2 separate regions of the Mus musculus genome follow, and region 1 is linked to region 2. A link is a contact called in public promoter capture Hi-C data. All regions are on one chromosome and are shown on one strand. Each heading gives the region's core, a stretch centred on a gene start, on an enhancer-like site or on the middle of the called end of the contact. The rest is flanking DNA. Distances are from core to core; before and after follow the strand shown.

What was found. Promoter capture Hi-C pulls out the DNA fragments that hold promoters and counts their contacts.
Region 1: a contact with region 2 is called in a promoter capture Hi-C map of pre-B cells, with 3 times the contacts expected there. The contact joins the promoter of D430019H16Rik here to the promoter of Clmn in region 2. A contact is called at or near these places in 5 of 39 promoter capture datasets (the 3T3-L1 cell line, embryonic stem cells, hippocampal neurons and 2 more).

Annotation. Positions count from the first base shown.
Region 1 is chr12:105,451,815-105,455,157 of GRCm38.p6, forward strand. It overlaps D430019H16Rik (RIKEN cDNA D430019H16 gene), which reads left to right and starts at 2,042. Exons shown (of 2, transcript NM_001252508.1): 1 at 2,042-2,336. The coding sequence starts at 2,310.
Region 2 is chr12:104,862,930-104,866,445 of GRCm38.p6, forward strand. Clmn (calmin) reads right to left here and starts at 2,147. Exons shown (of 14, transcript NM_053155.2): 1 at 1,941-2,147. The coding sequence starts at 2,022.

The sequences.
Region 1 (3,343 bases), core at 792-3,291, 590 kb after region 2:
TCCATTATCATCAAGGTGGGAGCATGGCAGTATCCAGGCAGGCATGGCACAGGAGGAGCTGAGAGTTCTACGTCTTCATCCAAAGGCTGCTAGTGGAAGACTGACTGACAGGCAACTAGAGTGAGGATCTTATACCCACACCCACAGTGACACACCCATTCCAACCAGGTCACACCTATTCCAACAAGGCCACACCTTCAGATGGTGCCACTCCCTGGTCCAAGGATATACAAACCATCACACTAGGCAAGGCCCTAATCTACTGGACATACTGTAGAAGTGACATTGCTCCAGGACCACAGCCTTAGGAATGGGTGACAGACGTGTTCATGAAAATAACTCAGACATAAATGTATATAGCAGATGTTTTCATAAACACCAAAGAACAGAAACATCACAGACATCCTTTGACAGATATGTAGTTAAGCTAACCGTGGTACGTCAATAATATAAAATACTACTCAGCAATAAAAAAGGAGCAAATTGTTCTCTATAACAACCTGGATGAACCTCCAGGTAGCTGGGTTGATTGACACTAACTAGAGGGTTATTAGTCATGGTTCCATTTATAGAGTTTTCTTGAAGTGACAGAAGTACAGAGATGGGAACAGACCAGTCGGGGACCATGAACACTTAGATTCCAGGCGGCTGGGGCAGCGGGGCAAGCAATAAAGCTTTGAAGAGATGGCCCTCAGGGCTTAAAGACCATTGCTTAGTCTGTGTAATTGTGAGCCTGAGCCTTTCATGGCTGGGCCATTTCTCCAGCTCCATTTATTCTTTCTGTGTGACTGCATGGAGGAGGCATTGTTGTTTAAGTTGTACACCACACATGCACACACACATACACACAATGCACACATACATACATATGCACTCACACATATGCACACATAAACACATAGACAAACACACACACACCTACAAACCTCTGCAAGAATGGCTTCATGGTGAAAGTGCAGTGGATGTGAAGGTTCTGGGTGGGCTGAGGAACTGCCAGGCCATAGAGCAGTCGTTCTCAACCTTGGCATCACGACCCCTTTGGGGTCAAATGACCCTTTCACAAGAATCGCATATCAGATATCCTGCATATCAGATATTTACATTACGAACCATAACAATAGCAAAATTACAGTCGTGAAGTAGCAACGAAAATAATTTTATGTTCAGGGATCACCACAGCATGAGGAACTGTATTGAAGGGTTGCAACATTATGTCGGTTAAGACCCGCTGCTGTAGCCCGGTGGGAACCAGTGGGGTTCCGGGGGGCACTGAGACTGAAGGCCAGTGCTTGGCCTGGAAGGGTGCAGAAGTGATAGATGCCAGAGTGAGGGAGCGAGGAAGAGTTGAGCCTGGAAGAGTTAGAGACCCAGGAAGCAAGAAAGGAAACAAACCGGAAGCACGGGGCAGGAGGTGGGAAGGAGAAAAGGAAGGGGGAGGGGGGAAAGAGACTGGAGGGATGGACACACACACTCCCAGAGAGCAACAGGCCCCTCTGGGTACCTCTGTGGCTCCCTTCACTGCATCGATAACCGTGACTTGGGCTACTTTTCTGGTAACTGAACCACAGGCACTGTTTGCAGGTTATGTATGCGATTCACTCCATGGTCTCCACTAAGGGCCTTCCTACAGCTCATCCTGTGGAGACATAATCCCTAGGTTCCGTTACTCCCATTCTACAAACGAGGATACTCAGATTCAAACGAGCACTAATTCACCCAAACCGCACAATACAAAAATGCTAGACTTTCCGCTTTGTTCTGCTCAGTTCAAGAGCCAAGCCTTCAGAAGTGTAGGAGCAGGGTTGCCACCGAAAGCCAGACACATCTACTCAAACAACTCCCGGAAAGCACTTTTGGGGCTGGAGTCAAGTGCCCTGGGAAGGGCACCCATCGCCCCAGCTGGCTCGCCTCAGACCTCACTTTCCCCATTTGGCCAGGGTAGAGAGAGGACTGCTAGAAATCAAGGGTCTGGCTTGGCCCGCCCTCGGGGGTGTGGTTGGGAGTGGTCACGTGGAGGGGCGCCGCGCCCGGGGTCTCCCGCCCACTTGGAGGCGTCTGGAGCCGAAGCCTGGAGCCAGCCAGGGCGCTGAGAGGGCTGGAGACTCGCCACCACGCCAGGGCTGCTGAGGTCACGGTCGCCGGGGCCCGAGGGCACCTGCTCGCGGTTCCGCCCGCTCTCTGATAATTGTGCGGGAGGCTGGACTCGCAGCGGCGACGGCGACGACAGCAGCAGCAACAGCGAGGACTGGAGCAGGGGCAGCAGCAGCAGCAGCAGCAGCAGCAGCAGCAGCCACACCAGCCGTGACACCATGGATCTGTCTTTTATGGCCGCTCAGGTAACCTGGAATCTTCCCCCCACGCGTCCTAGGGTCTCCAAGTTTGCAGGACCCCAGCCTCGCTGTCCTCCCGGGTGCATCTCTTGCATCCGTGGCCAGGTCCTTTGTCCCGAGCCGGGGAGCCCCACCTGGTGTACGTACTCGGGAGCTTGACTGTCCTGGATGGAGTGGCCCATACCCCTTGCACATCGAGGGGTGCAGTAGGGCTGTCTCCACTGAGCACCCCTACTTCTGAGAAAGACAGTTCCGAGGAGCCTGGGCAGTTGAAGTGGCCCCTCCCTGCCCAACCCCCACCCGCTGTTTGCTCTGGAGCCCCTGGACTGGCAGAGGGGAAGCTGCTCTCCCCATTCTGGTTTTGCTCGGCGCTGGTACTTGTTGGTGTCCTCTGGGAACCCCCCACCCCCTTTCTTCTCCACTGTGGGTGGGACTTTAGTCTCTAGCGCTCAGGAAGGCAGTGTGACAGGGCTTTGTGATAGAGATGCATGGTTTAAAAGCATTTTTGCTTTGTGCTGGGTTTGAGCAGGGAACCACCATCCGTCCCCACACAAAACAGGTTCCTCGTGGCAGGCGGACAAATGACCTCTTGGCGCTCTGCCTGGTCTCCGCTGCAGGAGAATCCCCTGAGTTGTGATCCTTGGTGTTCTCTTGAGCCAGAACAAAGACACACACCCTTTTCTGGGATTGTGTGTGGCCCCTGGGAAGACCCAGAGTCGACCATGGGTAAAGGCTACATTTGGCCGGACACAAGTCCCAAACCATGATATTTCACCTTCTGAGGTTGTGCTGGGAGCAGAGTGATAGGGGCGACATCCTGTCTCCTGGGTGCTTGTCAAGGACCTGCCCCCCCCCCCCCAACACTGCTGCTTGTTTTCCGGAGTGATGTTCGAAGGCACACTTTCGCCAGACTTTTGCCGGTGTGTTGGAAGTCTGTTTAAGATGTAACTTCAAAAGCCAGACTGGATATGGAGGGTTGTTCCCAAACGGGAACATCAAAGGAGCCAAAGTCC
Region 2 (3,516 bases), core at 897-3,396:
AAGGGCCACATCAAGAGAACACGTTGAACTGCACCATTCAACTGTAACGGGGTCCAGAGACAAATTGAACCTACATGAACTAAAAACAAAGATGAGGATAAGGATCAGGCTCAGAATAAAGGTTGCCTTGGTGATGGGCGGGTGAGGTTACTGACTGGGAAGGAAGGTGAGGGATCTGGGAATCTTTATGTAGGTAGCAATTACCTGAGGTGTACCCACAACTAAAAGCATGCTAAGCTTACGCTTAAAATCAGTCTATGTCATACATGTAATACATATGTAATACATATGACATTTGAGATACATGATTTGAAGTTGGCCTCTTACTAACAGAATCCATTGCTGTTCAAATTATAACTGATATTTTGCCTGAAAGTGTGGTCACCTCAAAGCGAGGAGCTGAGACACCCCTCTAGCCCTTCAAGAACTGTCGCAAATCATGCTGTGTAGTCCCATCTCTCTGCCTCACTTCGCCGCCTGTTCCTTTACAATAATTGAGCTCTACCAAGGGACCTGATCCTACAAGAATAATTGTCTGTGGCAGATAGTATGTGCTCATTAAAATGCCTAGTGATTGCCTAAGGTACATGAGACACACCAGATCTGACAGCCCCAACCAGATACCATCTCAGCAATGGTATGCTGCCCACCCCAAACCAAACCCAAGCTCTCTCCATCACTGCAGCTCTGAGCCTCCTCCTTTGACACAAATCACAGTAGCTGTACAGTAGCAGAATCCAGAGCTGCCAGTGCAGTGCCCACTCCCTGAGCCGCCCGCTGGCTCCTTTTCAGGTCACCTCTGCAGACCTGCACTGTCCTTGCCAAACCTCAGTTGGAGAGGGCCACGTGAGCTCCCAGAAAACATTCTCTCAGGTGTAATGTTTAATCTAGACTCTTCCCCCCCACCCCCCGCAGGGGCTCCCTGCCCTGCTGGCAAAAGGGACACCCACAATCCTCCTGCCCCACCTCTGTCCAGACCTTCCAGTTGGATCCTGGCGAATTCAACCTTGGACTCTTCTTCAGCCCCGAGTCAGTAGGGGAAGTGGCTTAACCCAGCCTCACCTGTGCATGGGGCCAGGTGGGTGAGGAGGCCGGAAGTGGATTTATGTCCAATTCTGCAAAGCTCCCATAGGAGAGAGGGGGCTCGAAACACACTCCACCCACAGGGCTTGAGAGCAATGCCTTTTGCGAGTGGGAGGGGTGGGTCTCTTTTCCTTAAGAGCGCTCTCTCTCTCTCTCTCTCTCTCTCTCTCTCTCTCTCTCTCTCTCTCTGTGTGTGTGTGTGTGTGTGTGTGTGTGTGTGTGTGTTTGCTAAGTTTCCACACCCAATACTTTCTTTTGGAAGATACTTCATAGTCATAGGTGGCAGAACCACAGAGCCCAAGTCTGACACACGGGCCACCAGGAGTTTCTCTTTCATCTTGTCAACCGCCTCAGGCAAGGGGGTTTAGTTCCAGCCCCTCCCTAGTCTGTGGGGCTGGGTAGAGAAGGTCTTCTGAACCTCACTCAGTTCACTGGAGTCCTCAGCGTGCCCCCATCATCCAGAGCCTCTCGGGACTGACGCTGTGCCCCACTCCAGGTCCCCAGCCCCATAGCTACTTCGGAAGAGCTTTAAGTCTGGCTTGTGCGCACACAGCACACAGTGGCACTTTCTCCTGGCCCTGACCCGGGCCACCGCCCCCCAAGACTCCACGTACAAACTTCTCTAAACTACCGGAGGCGGTAGGAGGGGGGTGATGGTCCCCTGCTGGGAATGGGGTGCACACACGCGCGTGCCCACACGCACACGCGTGCACACACACGCCCACGCACCGCCCCACCCCCTGAGCTCTGCAAACCCGGCGCAGGCCAGCCACACCGGCTCCGGGGCGCACGGGGGGAACCAGCCGGGCCCACGCTTGGTGGATACGGGCCCTCCGGGGAGGCCGGGGCCGCGGTACCTTGCAGGTTTTGCACACGGATGTCGCTGATCTGCCCGATGAGCTCCTCGCGCTGGAACCAGTCCCACTCCTGAGCAGCCATGGAGCGCGCGCGGCGGGCCGGGGCGGCGGGCGGCGGGCGGCGGGCAGCGGGCAGCGAGAGGTGGGCGGCTAGCGCGGGGCTGGTGGGCGGGCGAAGGGCCGGCCCCGCCGCGGGCGGACGGGCTGGCGGGCGGGCGCGGGCGGCGGAGCGGGGCGCCCGGCGCGCGCTCACTGCCCGGCGGGGGCGGGGGCCCCGGGCGGGAGGGAAGAGGGCGGGGCGGGGCGGGAGGAGCCGGCCTCAGGACAGTCCTTTTTTTTTTTTTTTCCTTTTTTTTCCTCCCCCACCCGCAGGGTGGGTGTTGGTTGGATTGTTTGGTCGCAAACGCACAATGATGAGGCACAGGGGGGTCGCAGCCCATAGATTGTGATGTCTTGAGGGGGTGGGCCTGGTGACGCAAGCCAGGGTGCCCCTAGCGCTGGTCCAGGATGTCTGCCCCTTCCCTATCCTGTCCCTTCTAGTCGCAGTAGGAACTCCTCCTATGCCTGGATCATCTCCCTGCTAAAGGCAGCTAAACCCTGTCCATCTCTGATCCCAGGACCATGGAAAGTGAGTGATGGGCTAAGTGATGTGGAGATGGAGTTTCCTATAGAGCAGGAGTTGGGGGCAGCGGGAGTGGGAGGGGGGATCCTTTCTTGGTTTAAGAGTAAAGGCCACTTCCGGTTCTCTCCAGCTGTTGGGAGAAACAGCTCTCCTCCCAGAAATGGGTTCCTTTGGGGTCTTGGCCACAAGAAATCTGGTGCTTTATCGAAACCCCAAGGACAGGCTGGGCAATGGCTCAGGTGGTTCCCTGCTTGCCTCGCACGCAGGAAGCCTTGGGTTTGATCCCATGCGCAACATAAACGGGGTCTTTGCATAATCTGTGGTCCTAGCACTCTGGAGATGGAGACAGCAGGAGAAGTTCAAGGTCATTCACAGCCACCTGGATGAGTTTAAGGTCATCCTGGGATACCTGAGACAGAACAGGCCTTTGTGGTTCCCACTCTGGGCCCCTGTGTCTTTTAACCTGAGAATTCTGGAGCTTATCTTGTTTGGGGCTCCACAGGGCCTGTGTACTTGCAGCCAACTCCTTTATCGGTTAGCCAACAGAAAATCTGGGAGTTTGTCTAAAGTGAGGAATGACTTAGGGGTACACAAGTCCCAGTGTCTTGCTCTCTGTTCAGATCCTACCTACAAGAAAACCAAGTATGCCATTGGTAGGATGAATGCCCAGAGGGAGAAAGTGCGCAGAGCTCTCTGAGTATGGAGACTCACCGAGGCCTGCTGACCATTGCCATGTCTGTGGAAAGCCCAGCAATGAGCAAGCAAAGATGAAGGCCACAGACATGTCTCCTGGGAGAAGCGGGCCCTGGGGGGGGGGGGGGCAATGAGAAGACCCTTAAGTCATTTGTGTTTAACCCAATAACCAGCTGAGATGACAATCCCAGATCAAAGTGATCTTCAGAAAGGGGGACATTGTCAGCTGAGGGCAAGGAGCCAGGGTGGAGGTAACATCAG